2 separate regions of the Sus scrofa genome follow, and region 2 is linked to region 1. Evidence: chromatin contacts called from public promoter capture Hi-C data. All regions are on one chromosome and are shown on one strand. The core of a region is the stretch at or near the end of the contact, and the rest is flanking DNA. Distances in the headings are between cores, read along the strand shown. Region 1 holds the start of CENPF (centromere protein F). Region 2 has its middle 58 kb from the start of SMYD2.

Region 1 (7,736 bases), core at 3,941-6,440:
CTAGTTGCTTAGAGATTTTTTTTTTTAAATAGAAAAGTAGTAATAAGTACTATTTTTTCATTTTGCTTAAATATGGCATCAAACCTGGAGACTTGATTATGTAATGCTTAAGATGGAAGATGACCCTTTGCTCCATACCAGAAAATAACACAACACTGTAAATAAACCATCCTTTGATTAAAAAAGAGGAGTTTCCAATGTGGTGTAACAGGATCGACAGTGTCTCTGGAGTCCTGGGACACAGGCTCGATCCCCAGTAACACCTGTGGCTTGGATCTGATTCCTAGCCCAGAAACTCCATATGCCATGGGGCAGCCAAAAAAAAGAATAAGAAAAAAGAAAAGATGGAAGGCAGGTCTCTCAGATTTATACTGTACTCAGTCATGCAATGATAGGACTGAAGTATATAAGAATTTTCCTCAAAATATTGTTTATTCTACTAGAAAAAAAATTGAATATGGAATAATTACATCATGAAAGCAAAAGATAGATGCATCTGATGTATATATACAAAGACATCCACAATAAATACCATTCCCCCAAAACTTACCTTTTAAGTTCCTGTTCCAGTTTTTCTATTTGTTTTTTGCTGGAGTTCAGTTGTCCTTCTTGGAAATTCACCTGTGACTCCTTGACTTGAAGTTCATGAGAAATCTTCTGCTTAGTCTTCTCCAGATTTTCACAGATTTCCATCAAGCTTTGGTTCTCCCTTTTCAGATTTGCACCCTCAGTTTTTTCATTCTCGACCTAATGGGGGTTGTTCCAAAGGAAATAGGTCTCTTTTTCATGAGCTCACCAAATATTATTTGAAATCTGAGTTTAACACTAATGACTAATTTTGTGATATGGTTGTAATAATCCAGGTGTCAGTGCTGATGAACACAGAAATTTTAGTTGATCTCACTTTGAAGTCCATTAGTAGAAAAGTTCTATAAAGTTCTACAAAGTCACTGTCTTTGTTAGGGCTACACATCCCCATCCTGGAAAGAGAAGCTTTAATATGCTTTAAAGAATTAAAAAATTGAAAGTAAACCATATAAACCTTCCCTTAACTATTCATTTTCAAGTTTAGCTGCTAAAGCCAGTTAATAGAAGAAACCGAAAATTTTTCCCACTTAGCAAAAACATTTTTGAAGCAGTGATTGTATTACTACCCTGATGGCTGACGCAGAAGTACAAAGGAAGCACTATTTAAGTTTCTATTTACTAGTCCTAAGAGATCTGGGAATAACAAGGTGGAAAGTTCAGTCTCAGAACGCGATATCTATTTGGACTGTAAAGTGCTCTAACACTGACCCCAGATTCAGAGCCAGAGACTTTTGGTCATGTTGGTGCAGGATACAAAAGCAACACCCAATTCATGGCCCCAGCAGCCCTACATATTCGTAGGTAAGCAGAAATGAAAACAGAGGATGGAGAAAATGAGGTAACTACAGAAAAAACACAAGGACTCAATAAAGGCGGGGGGATTACCCCCTAAAGATAACGTAATCATTTTTCTCCAGATTTAAAAGACCAAGATAAAATTGACTCATCCACATGATGAATGAATTGTTTTAAATACCCGCATTTCAGTGATACCTTCTGTTTTTGCTTCTGCAACGCAGCCTCCAGGGTTTCAAGCTGAAACTGCCTTTGCTGCCTTTCTTTCTTCAGTTTGTCCAGCTGTCCTTCAAGCTCCTGGATTTTCTGAAGAGCTCTGGTAGGCAGGCCTTCCTTCCATTCTTCCAAAGCCCAGCTCATTTTGCTCTCCTCTCTTTATTATTCAAACATTTACAAATAAACTGAAAAGAATAACGAGACTATTGGTCTAACAACAGTAAAAGGAAACTTAAAATCTCAGAGACTAAGGAATCTATATAACCACCTCTAAGAATCAAGTTTCAAAACTTCATGTTTCACACTATGGAGGTTCCTCAGAAAACTAAAAATAGAACTAGCGTATGATCCAGAAATCCCACTCCTGGGTATGTATCTGGACAAAACAGTAATTCAAAAAGATACATGCACCCCTATGTTCCTAGCAGTACTATTCACAATAGCCAAGACATGGAAGCAAACTAAATGTCCATTGATAGATGAATGGATTAACATGTGGTACATATCTATAATGGAATACTACACAGCCATAAAAAAGAACGAAATCATGCCATTTGCAGAAACATGGATGGAACTAGAGATTCTCATATCTGTGAAGTAAGTCAGAAAGAGGAAAACAAACACCATATGCTATCACTTAAATCTGGAATCTAAAATATGGCAAAAATGAACCTATCTATAAAACAGAAACAGACTCACAGACATAGAGAACAGACTTGTGGTTGCCAAGGGGGATGGGGGAGGGAGTAGGATGGACTGGGAATTTGGAGTTAGCAGATATAAACTATTAACATTTAGAATAGATAAGCAATGAGGTCCTGCTGTATAGTACAGGGAAATATATCCAGTCTCCTGGGACAGACCATGATGGAATATTAAAAAAAGAATGTGTATGTGTGTATGACTGAGTCACTTTACTGAACAGCAGAAATTGACACAACATTGTAAATCAACCATACTTTAATTAAAAAAATTCACATTTCAAAAGATAACCAAGTATAACATCCATCTTCTCCACCCTCTGCAAAGGTGACTACCAATAACTGTGAAGTAGTACACAGCACACTAGTTTGGCTTTCCCTTGCTTTCTGTTTTTATTTCTCATTTTTTACTTCTTCTATCACTCAGTTTGTTTTCATTATACAAAACATGAATATTTAGTTATAGTTTCAGGGAAATAGATCTTACAAGACAAATAAAATGCATGATAAGTTATTTTGCAAATGCTCTTCTTTCCTCTCTTCATGGTGTTAATTCCTACTCACACTCTGTCGCTCTTCCTCCAGGAAGCCTTCCCTGAGGACATCCATCATAATCTGGTCGTATCTCCCCATCATAGTCTCTTATAGCACAGGGGCCCCCTTCTCTTCCCAGATGGTTATCATTTGTTGAGTCAATGCATGAATGAACAAAATGCCATTTTAGCACTAGATCACTGCAAAATGCAGCAAAATCATTCTCCAGACAGACCTTGCCCAGGAATCAGGTATACAGCCTTAGCGATTCAAATTCCTGCTCAGCAACCTGCAAGATGTGGGACCTTAGGCATGTATTTAACTGCTTAGGGCCTTGGTTTCCTCATTTGTAAAATGGGAATAATAGTAGTGGCAACTCTTTAAAGCTTTAGAACAGTATCTCCTGAGAAGCCTTCTGTACATGTTAGTGACTATATTAGTCCTTGAAGACATTTTTCCATTTGTATATTTCTGCCTATGGTACCAAGATGTAAATGACCTACCTCTTTCTCAGACATATCTTAGAAAATTTAAATCAGCTGGGAGACAAGTATGGCAATTATTCTTTATTCAGTAACCTTTATAACGTCAATGAAAGAAAAAGCATTCATTTTCCAGTTATTTTGGCAACAGAGTCCGTTTTTTGCTAAATGAAACGATCCACAACTGTTTTCGTGTTTTGTTTCAATTGAATTTATCAATGAAATTTTTTATCAGAACAGCTAGTAAGTAGTTGATGAAAGAATATTAAAAAACTATTTTCAGAAACCGAAAGAAGAGCGAGGGTCTCAGAAAACAAAATTTAGATTCAAGCCTTGGAAAGCGGTTTTCTCTGGCATTCACCGCCCCCCACCCTCAGTTCTTTGCACACAGCATCTTAAACTCTGCAGCCATTTACCCAAAAACTACTGAAAGGAACCTCGTGCCTCTCCACCAGCAAAAGACAATTTACACTGCCCCATAGGCTACTCCTTCCACTCCAAACTAACTTGCTCATTCAGGAGCTCAGGGGTGAGAGCACCATACCTCAGAGGCACAGGACTGTAACTCCAAAGCAATTCTGCCAGCCACTGAAATCGTTACATCGAGACGCCATAATGAACAAAATATTAAAAAGAGCAATTTTAAAAGATAGAGGTGGAAGTAAGCAGAGGGAAGACTGACAATTTAAATGCTTTTCTGATTCAAGGTCCAAGAGACAGGAACAAATAAATGGTTAAAGTGCTCACCAGACCCAAGCTCATTTCGATTCGAGGGGACTTGGACAGGTACCAACCATCAACAATCTATGTGGAGCCACCGACACAAAAAGGACAAAAAAATGTAAACCTCCAAGTAAGAAGGTAGGGGGCGGGGTCGATGGAGAATCCTGGATGTCAAGGTTCTTGCAAAAAGTATCGGCAGGACCAGCCTCCTTCTAGAAAATGTTCTCTCTTTTTGTCTCAACTACGTGGAAGACATTCTCCATGGCCGAGTCACTCAAGCCCGAAAAGCGCCCAAGGTTGCGCTTTTGTGACCGTGTGACGCACCCACGCCCAGTACGGCAGGCCCGTTTCACGCTTTCCCTTTATCAGAATCCCCCATCTCCACCAAGAAACCAGAATCCCCGCCTACAGGGCCCACTGCGGGCCCGGGAATGAAAACTCTCCCCATCCTCTAGCAAGGTTCGAGGACAGGACACTTATTCCTCGGTCTTCATCCCATAGCGGAGCCAGGTACACAGACGCATCCGAAGAAATGTGAAAGGCAAAAAGAGAAATGTTCTCGCAACAACAATAGGCACATCGGGCCGCCGCCCAGATCAAGACCCGTGTGCACCTTCTCCGTGCAACAAAGGACAGTCCAAATTACAAGTAGGAGCCACTTGTTTCCGGATCCGAAAGGCTGCCAGTAAAATACCTGCTGATCTCCCAGTCTTCCGCGTTACAGAGGAGGAAACTGATTCCCCAAAGGGCGAGGCCGTGACCGAGCAGGGTCTCTGGACCCTAGTGCTAGCCGACTTTTACCGGGAGCAGAGGGAGCAGAGGGAGCAGAGGGGCCGATGCTCCAGCGGGGTCAGGTGGGAGGAGACGGCGGCCCTCCGCACCTTCAGTGCGCAGAGCGGGATCTCACAGGCACCCCGGTCCCAGGAACCCCCGGCGCAAAGCCAGCGGCTCCATCATGCCCGCCGCCAGAGCCGGGACCCAAGCCGGACGCTCACCTTGCTGGCGAGGAAGGGAAGACAACCCTTCAGAGAGTCAGATCCAGGTACAGCCTCCGCGGGTTTGGAGCCCACAATCCAATTCAAACTGCCCGCGACCGCCACCGGTTTTCGATTCGCCCTCTTCCGGCCGCGACCAAACTCGCCTCCAAGCCTATTGGGCACTGTCAGCAGCTGCGAGCCAATCCGCTTCCGCACACTCGGACTGCCGCCTTTGATTGGCCCTTTCGGATAGATTTAAAAATCAAGCCACACCAGGAGAAAGGCCAGTACCGAGCTACTAGGTTTTTTGTTGTTGTGGGAAGTCAGGGACCACGTGCTTGAGCTGAGGCTGGTAGACCAAAAGAAGCTCTATTTCCGCAGCAGCCAGGGACTGGGCAGACTGATTAGGAGGGTGTGGTCTATCGGCTGCAGCCAGCGGGAGTGTGCTCTCTGGCGAAAACCCTTAATACTGCGCACACGTATCTACTACTAAACACATAATTGAGGAGGGCATAGATACTAGGTACTATGTTGCCATGCATTCTTCATCCAGTGTCATTCTTAAGAATTCTTTAAGGAAAGTATTCTCATTTCTATTTAAAAGTTAGCAGGCTCATAAAAAAAGCATTTAAAATTGAATCTAGGACATGCAGGATTTCACTCTTAACTGCTGTTCTCTGTTGATCGTATTCTAGAAAATGTGATTCTGTGCGTTTGTGAGCTGGAATTCCAGGGCAGAACATGTAGCCAGAGAAATTGTCAAGAAAGTGTATAATCGCTCCTTTTTTATGAAGCTCACTGGTATTGTGTTATTTATGTACTCGTTTTATTTCCCTAAACTAAAAATAAGCATCTAAGGCCTGGAGCAAAACAATGAATTGTTAAATTAATATAACTGTGATGCTGTTGTCCTCCTCAATAGATTCCAATCTTTCATTAGACTGTCCCTGCAGCCTCTTGCCTTTCACTGAAATTCTGCTAGTCTTTCATTACCCAATTCAAACCCCACTTTCTTCTTAAAACTTGGCTATTCCCACCTAGTCCTTAGAAATAATAATTTATAGGTCTTTACTAGAACTTAGTTTATGCTTCACTTTTAGGATTTTTACCATATCTTTTAGCTAAACATACAGATATTGATGTCTATGTTTGCGTCTGGCTCCCTCCTTCAGACTCAAAAATTCCTGTAAGTTTTTTTTTTTTTTTTTTTTTTTTTTTTGTCTTTTTGCCATTTCTTGGGCCTCTCCCCGGCATATGGAGGTTCCCAGGCTAGAGGTCTAATCGGAGCAGTAGCCGCCAGCCTACGCCAGAGCCACAGCAACACAGGATCCGAGCCGCGTCTGCAACCTAAGCCACAGCTCATGGCAATGCCAGATCCTTAACCCACTGAGCAAGGGCAGGGATCGAACCCGCAACCTCATGGTTCCTAGTCGGATTCGTTAACTACTGCGCCACGACGGGAACTCCAAGATTTTTTTTTTTTAATTCATCTTTGCATCCCTAATTAGTCCCTGGTAACTCTGCACATAGTAACTTAAACATAAACCATCTCGGGGAGTAAAACTGCCAGCTGGGGAAGGGACTTGTTCTCTACTACCCTTGGAAGCCCCAAGGAGAGAGGAGAGCACAGGTAGGGGAGAACTTTTATCAGACACTGCCTTATCAGCTAGTCTCTGACTTCAACACCAATTACCATTCCATTGCTTCCCAGGGTAACTTTTCAACTATTAGCTGCCTAAAGACAATAGAACCTGAAAGACATATAATAGAGGATTTTCAAGGTCTGAATGAAAAATTTGCCTTCACTCTTCTTTCATTCATTACTTAGCAGGTATCTGTTAATGACCACTGTATAGCCAAGCCTTGTGCTACACTCTTCTATAATAAATAAGAAAGAAATGCATTCACTTCTCAAACAAGGGCATTATGTGGTGCAGATTATTGTAGCAATTTCAGTGATATTTCTATGACTTCAATGTTATGGTTCCCTTCCCCTACCTCTATTTTTCCCGTTTGTTTATTTTAGGGGGAGAACTGGGTGAAAGCTAACCAATCAAATGTAGATGTTTTTAGAGGGTCTGTTTTCAGCTCCTAGCCTTTCTTTTTAAAATCTGTTTCCTCACTGAGCCAGTCTACTCTCTGGACTATTCATCCACCATCTGGACTTTCTATCTATGCATCAGCGCTCTTGAGTCTTTCTAAGTTTTCCTCTCCAGCTTAGATGCAGGGCCAGTCACACTTTTTAAAGGTTATACTCCATTGAGGGTTATTATAAAGTATTGGCTGTGTTTCCTGTGCTGTATAAGATATCCTTGTAGCTTATTTATTTTATGCATAGTGGCTTTTACCTCTTTTTTTTCCTCTCACTGTCTCTTTTTTTTTTTTCTTTTTGTGGTTGCACCTGTGGCATATGGAAGTTCCCAGGCTAGGGGTCAGATCAGAGCTGCACCTGAGGCCTACGCCACAGCCACAGCAACACGGGATCCTTAACCCACTGAGCAAGGCCAGGGATCAAACCCCCCATCCTTACAGAAACAACATCATGTCTTAATGCACTAAGGACACAATGGGAACTCCTGGTTTGTACCTCTTAATGCCCTACCCTACCTGTCCCTCCCCGCTCCCTTGATCCACTAATTTTTCTCTATATCTGTGAGTCTGTTTCTTTTGGGTTAAATTCATTAGTTTATTTTAATTTTTAGATTCCACATGTAAGTGAT
Region 2 (7,050 bases), core at 1,987-4,486, 360 kb after region 1:
GCATATGGAGGTTCCCAGGCTAAGGGTCAAATTGGAGCTACAGCTGCAGGCCTTTGTCACAGCCACAGCAACACCAGAACCAAGCCGCGTCTGGAACCTACACCACAGCTCATGGCAACGCCAGATCCTTAACCCACTGAGTGAGGCCAGGGCTCAAACCCGCAACCTCATGGTTCCTAGTTGGATTCATTTCCTCTGTACCACGAGAGGAACTCCCCATTCTCTTTTCCTTGGGTTATCTTTACCAACCACAAACTTTTTTAAAAAAAGGACTTTATCTCTGTAGAGCAATTTTAGATTCACAGCAAAATAAAGCAGGGCGATGGAGTGGAGAGCAATAGGGTTGCTATTTCATAGAGGGTGGTCAGGGAAGGCTTCTCTGATGGGAGACCTGAACACCGGCTAAACATTGGTCTGAGCTCCCATTGCACAGCGAGGGAGAGAACATTCTAGAACAGCAAGCTAAAGGCCCATGGTCAAAGAAAGAAAGGAGTATGGAGGATGACTCCTGGGTCTGGGGACTTTGCTAAGTGGTGGAGGGGCACGTTTACTGAGAAGGGTTGGCCCAGAGGAGGAACAGGAGGGGCAAGTTTGAGGAAGGTGGCCGGGCAGAAGAGTCCCAGTGTGGCCTGAAGTTGGTTGTGTCTGTAGCCGGGGGAGGGGCTCAGAAAGGAGCCTGGGGTGCAGAGGAGGGGTCAGGGCTGGCTACCTAGTTTGGGCATCATCAGGCTCTCGCAGGTGTTTATCCTGGAGGCTGAGAATCTCCTGATCACTTAGCTGATTTTCTGGGGGGTTTTCTTTCTCCCTCATCTGAGTTATAGTTCCCTGTCTTTTCATTGTTATGTTTTTGGTGTGGTGACCTTTTTACAGATAACAGAGTTGTAGCCTCTCTTACTTCTGGTGTCTGCCCTCCTTGGAGCTGAAGTTGGTAAGGGGGCTTGCTTTAGGCTTCCTGATGGGAAGGGCTGATGCCTGCCCACTGTTAGGTGGAGCTAATTGTTATCCCTCTGGTGGGTGGGGCTTAGTCTCTGGATGGGATTAGAGGCGGCTGTGTGCCTGGGGGGTCTTTAGGCAGCCTGTTTACTGATGGGGCAGTGATCCCACCTGGATTGTTGTTTGCCCTGGGGCTTCACAGTGCTGATGGGTGGGGCCAGATTTTCCCCAAATGGCCTCCTCCAGAGAAAGGCACGCTGCTGAATATTCTCGAGAGCTTTGCCTTCAATGTCCTTCCTTCCCCCACAACAAGCCACATTCACCCCTGTTTTCCCAGGAGGTCCTCCAAGAACTGCCCTCAGGTTTGACCCAGATTCCTATGGAGACTTTGCTTTGCCCTGGGACCCAGTGCACGTGAAGGTCTGTGTGCGCCTTTTAAGAATGGGGTCTCCGTTTCCCCCAGTCCCGTGGAGCTCCTGCGCACAAGCCCCACTGGCCTTCAATGCCAGATGCTCTGGGTGCTCTTTCTCCCAGTGCCAGACCCCCTCACGTGGGAGTTTGATGTGGGGCTCAGAACTCTTCGCTCCTGTAGGTGAGTCTCTGTGAACCAGTTACTTTCCAGTCTGTGGGGCTTCCCACCCGGGGGTTGCTTATATCACGAAATCCCCTCGCCCCTCCTACCTCTTGGTGTGGCCTCCTCTTTGTCTTCTGGAGTAGGATATCTTTTTGAAGGTTTCTGGTCCGTTTGGTTGAAGATTGCTCAGCCTTTAGTTGTGAATTGTGTTTATTTTAGGAGAGAAGTTGCGCTCCGGTCCTATTCAGCCATCTTAATCCCATCTCTAGGAGGTGTTTAAAGATACGGAGCTGGGTGACTGCACCCGAGTGTGGGTAGCGGAGGAAACGGAGTCTCTGAGCCAAGGCCGTGCAAACATGTTTCTAAGTGTTGTCAACTTGCTCTTGAAAGAGGTTTGCCAATTTACACTTATCAATACCTCGGGAGACGGCTGCTCTCAAAAGCAAGCTATTTAAGTGTGACCTTTATTTAACTGTAAATGAAACGGAGCCAATTTCCAATGTTTTATTGGCTGTTTTCTCTTTTTTAAAAAGATCCTGTGAACTGCATGCCTTTGGCCATATTACTGACTTGAGACGTGTTACTGAAATATACATTTTATTAATTTATGAAGTTATAGCATATCTGTATTTAAGAATATTCATCCTTTGTCATATGTTTTGCAGCTTTTTACTTTTTCTTTTGATGTTTAAAACACTCTTTGGGAGTTCCTGTCGTGGCGCAGTGGTTAACGAATCCGACTAGGAACCATGAGGTTGCGGGTTCGGTCCCTGCCCTTGCTCAGTGGGTTAACGATCGGCGTCGCCGTGACCTGTGGTGTAGGTTGCAGACGCGGCTCGGATCCCGCGTTGTGTGGCTCTGGCGTAGGCCGGTGGCTACAGCTCCGATTCAACCCCTAGCCTTGGAACATCCATATGCTGCAGGAGCGGCCCAAGAAATAACAACAACAACAACAAAAAAACAAAAAAACTCTTTGCATTTCAGTAGCGTAAAATTTTTACATAATCAAGTTTAATAATATACTTTAGAGTTTCTGAGTTTTGCTTTTTTTTTAATATTTAGAGAGGTCTTTTATCATCTAAGATGACAATCGAATTCCCTCAGGTTTCTTTTAATGCTTTTAAAGTTTCCAGGATATCTTTGGTTTCTCCTAATTGCTGGCCGAGCTGCTCAGGAAATGAATCCACAGAACTAGCTTTCCTAGCCCATTTTGCAACAGCTGGCTGCTGGGGAATCAGGCAATAAATAGTGGCTGGCAAGCTTTGGATGGAACCCAGAGCCCGGCACCCACAGGTGCTTAATACACCTTGTTGAAGACTCGCCCTGCGAGCTTTTGTCTTAACGCCACAGCAGCGCAGCTCTTCAGATGCTGCCAAGTACTTTCCAGACGTTATCGCTTGCACAGTCCCAAGATTTCCTGCAGTAGAACGAGGTTGAGACCAAGGCCGGGGGTGGCTTGGTCAGCACTGACCGGAGCTGGACGACAGCTTTATAGAGGAAACTGTTGGGGCGGTCCCTCCTCATGGTACTGGGACTCGGTGACTGGAGACTTTCAGTTGGTTACAGTTTCTCTTGGGGAGCCAGCTCGCTTCGAGGAAGAATTTGTTACTTTAAACGAACCATATTGTAGGCAAAATTCATTTTGTGGCACAAACTGGGAACTACCTGGGTGTCCCGCTGTGGTTTCCAGGTCCTTTTCTGGTCACGTTCTGCCATCTACCGGCCACAAGTCAAATTACTCCGGAGTTCCTTGAGATGATGCCTCTTAAGGAAGGTCCTATACCTGTACCTTCGCTTATCTGAGATGCAGTTTCCCCAACAGGTTGTGCTGTAATTCACGAGGACCCAAGATGTATTTCTCCGCAAATCACTGTTACCTGAGCAATCTTTTTTTCTCCCTTTGTCTGAGAGGTAATATTTGAATTCTGACCATCTGGGTTTAAATCTTAGTTCAGCGATTTGTTGTCTATGTGACCATAGGCAAGAAACTCAACTTCTGGAAGCCTCAGCTTCCTCATTTGTCACGTGGGCATACTGCTAGATCCTGTTTTGGCTCAGACAACAGGAGTTCTCAAATGTAAAACACAGAGTTTCTGGGACTCCGAAACTCTAGATAAATGGCTGTCATTTGCTTGAAATCTGCACAGGTTTAGGCAGGCATTGGAACACAGTGAATTTCATAAATTAGTGGATTTTTAAAGTTAAAAAACATTTTTATTTTTGTCTCGCCGGTGGCATGTGGACGTCCTTAGGGCAAGGACTGAACCTGAGCTACAGAAGCGATCAGAGCAAGAGCAGTGACAATGCTGGATCCTTAGCCTGCTAAACCAGCAGGGAGCTCCATAGAAATTAGTTATTATTACTAACCTATGCCCAATGTTTGTATTGGAATTGTGTTTCCAGACTATTTCCATTTTAACTCTTGAGACTCAGCTCAAAAGCTGCAGCTTCATACCTCCTTCTGGAATAATCCATCTTCCCTCTGAGCTCCCATAGCACAGTATCTAGATCTCTCTTGGACTGATGGCTTTCATTTTGGAAAGACCTGCCTGTATCCCTGAGGGAAAGAGCCAGTCTGATTCATCTTACAATACAATGTAATTTAGCAACTACTCAATAACTATTTGTTGAGAGGATGAGTGAATAATCTACTTTGATTCCCCTCAGCAACAGCAGATAGGAATTGCACCCATTCTACAGATGAGGAACTGACTTTGGAGGCAGAGGCTGTTTAAACTCCCCTTACCAGCTTTGCAGCCTTCATTCACCTCTCTGCATGTGTCTCCTCATCTAAAAAATGGGAATGATAATATATTCCTTTCAGAATTATTATGAGGATGTAAAGCCTGGAGCTTAGTACAGTACCTGTTATTATCATGAAACATACATTGTCCTGTTCTCAGGGGAAGTGTGGTCTAGTCCGGAGCTCTGAGGTCAAAATAACAGTCATCACGATAATGATTCTGGAACAAGCAATGCCTTTGCACGTCAGACAGGAGAGTAAAGTAGAGAGAGAATCATCCCACCCAAATTCCATTACATCTGTTCAGTTTTCTTCAATGTACATTTATTAAGTGTCTACCGTGCCCCAGGCTGCATTATCAGGGTAGTTCAATTCACAGGTTCTGGAGTCAGAGAGATCTGGGCTTCTGTCCCATCTGTGCCACTTACTGAAGTGTGACTTGGGGCAGTTACTTAACAAACACTCAGAGTTTGTCCCTGAATGTCCTCGGTTATAGAATGAGGTTAATAGCACCTGCCTCACAGGTTGCTGTGAGGAATGAATGAAGGTGGTAGCAAGTCGCTGGCACATTGTAAGGGCTGAAGCAAGTACAGTTGCTGTCACCACCTCCATCACCAGCAGCCATGGTATAGCGTCAGGGATTAAAAAAAAAGAAAAAAAAATATGACACATTTCCTGCCTCCAAGCACCTCCCAGTTCCGTCCGTCCTGGGCCCATTTCTGATCTTGGAAGCCTTTTGTATGTGATCCAGACAGAGTACTGCCTCTTTGCCTAGAGTGAGAGTAACATTTTTCTTGGGAACTTTACTCTCCCCTAATGACACCCACTTTGAGAACGTGTTTCCCTAGAGGCCCATGAACTTGGGACAGAAGTCTGAGGGTTTTACAGGACTGAAACTTACCTGATTGGGTCTTTAAAATAACACAAATGGACAGACTCAGAGATTAGGAGTCCCAACTTGCTGTATCCTTTAATATATATTTCACGTGTGGTTGTGGTTTATATAGTCGAGGGTATTCTAAAGGTCCATAAAATAAAATATGACAGAGCTGCTATTATATGGCATAGGAATCACCCAACGGAAGTAGCATTGTTAGCATGAAAGTGATACAAAAGTCATGAAGTGGGCTTCAGTAAAAGGAGTTCTTAGTATCTGAACTCAGGATAATGACTTTCACTCCTGGTTTATGAGAAAGAAAAGAAAAGAAAAAAGAACCCAAATAACCAACTATGAGATCTCATCAAGCTTCTTTAAGCTAAGAACTTTTGTGTGTGTGGTTTTTTTTTTTTTTTTTTTTTTGCCTTTTCTAGGGCTGCTCTTGCGGCACATGGAGGTTCCCAGGCTAGGGCTCGAATTGGAGCTGTAGCCACCAGCCTACACCAGAGCCACAGCAACGCAGGATCAGAGCCACATCTGCAACCTACACCACAGCTCACGGCAACACCAGATCCTTAACCCACTGAGCAAAGTCAGGGATCAAACCCGCAACCTCATGGTTCCTAGTTGGATTCGTTAACCACTGAGCCACGACGGGAACTCGTAAGCTAAGAATTTTGAATGGTGAAGGGTAACTGCTCAGAGGCAAGGGCTAGACCATCGGGCTTTCAAGTTTCTTTTGCTGTGTGTTTAGCTCCTTTGGTGGAAGGATGAGCAGGGCACGGAGCAGTTAAATGGGGGCCCGCATCAATTACAGGCCAGGCAGAGTTCTCCTAAGACTTTTTCCAAAGCTGTCCCCTACTATCAGCATCCACCAAGGAGAAGGACATCTGCGTATTTTTAGATAGAAAAGCGCTGTCTCCTTGTCATTTTGTAGGAGACGCTTTTCTCTCTGCTTCCCTTCATTGGGTCTGGTGGTATCTCCGAAGAGAAAGCAGCTACCTGGTAAATAAAGATAAGCTGTGCTTATTAGCAGAGATTTGCAAGGGAAGAGGCTGTTTAAAAATGGATAAGGAGGCAATTGTGCTTCTCTGGCTCCAAAGCAGGGACTCGCTTTCCTCCGTCGGGACCCCACAGCCAGCGAGGAGCTGAACAAGTGTGCTGGCCACCTTGGGGTGACCTGGAGTCCGGGGCACCTGGCTGGGCTCAGCCGTGGGAGCCCTCAGGCCTGCAGAGTTGTCCGAGGGTAGGTCTCTCCCACAGAGAGCAGGCGGATACTTGCCAGGAGCGTGAGATGCCTTGGTTGTCAGATGGCCCTTTGGAAGAAAGGGGACAGTCGTGCGGTGCAGTCTCGGTGCCAGGCTCACTTCTGACGGAGCCACCTGTGTGGGGCTCCCCAGCCTCTCCCTCCACACAGCGGGCAAGGACTGGGCTGCTGCAGGGCCCCTGTACCAGGTCCCTCGGAAGGATCCAGGTAAATGATCATTTACGGAACGGAAGGATGGTGGTACCTTCCTTGATGTTAGATGATGTTTAACATCTGGTTCAAAACTGAGTTCAATAAGCTCACCAGATGTTTCCACATGCACAGAAGTTTGCCACTGGGAAGACAAAGCTATCCCTGGACCAAATGTCTCATTTCCCGTCTCATCATTCTGGAGACCCTGGTCTGTTCCTCTATCGTGTTTGTATTTTATTATTTTATTTTATTTATTTTATTGCATTTGCTTTTGGATGTGAAGAACTTATCTGGGCCAAACTATACAGGCACCCAAGTTTTCGCTCTGACATTTATCTCCCAGCTTCTCCTGCCAGCTCCATCACAGGCACAGGAGGAAATGAAAGAGCCCTGTGCCTGGGGAACTAAGTCTGCTCTTTGTCCCCACATGAGCTCAGCTTATCCCGATTGTGCTGACTCTGTGG

Evidence for each region. Promoter capture Hi-C pulls out the DNA fragments that hold promoters and counts their contacts.
Region 2: a contact with region 1 is called in a promoter capture Hi-C map of liver, with 4 times the contacts expected there. The contact joins the enhancer-like site here to the promoter of CENPF in region 1. A contact is called at or near these places in 1 of 5 promoter capture datasets (liver), 17 of 47 Hi-C or Micro-C datasets (adipocytes, embryonic fibroblasts, epiblast stem cells and 11 more) and 1 of 2 datasets of contacts at active chromatin or transcription factors (skeletal muscle).

What each region holds. Positions count from the first base shown.
Region 1 is chr9:129,007,051-129,014,786 of Sscrofa11.1, forward strand. CENPF (centromere protein F) reads right to left here and starts at 5,191. Exons shown (of 22, transcript XM_003130395.6): 1 at 5,035-5,191; 2 at 1,582-1,784; 3 at 551-747. The coding sequence starts at 1,743.
Region 2 is chr9:129,371,170-129,378,219 of Sscrofa11.1, forward strand. No RefSeq gene overlaps it. Among named protein-coding and RNA genes, the nearest start is that of SMYD2, 58 kb to the left of the region's middle. Within about 2 kb of position 3,237, at least 7 of the 83 cell types and tissues checked have an H3K27ac peak or open chromatin away from gene starts, as enhancers often do. A contact at or near this core is called in liver and skeletal muscle, where this site is marked.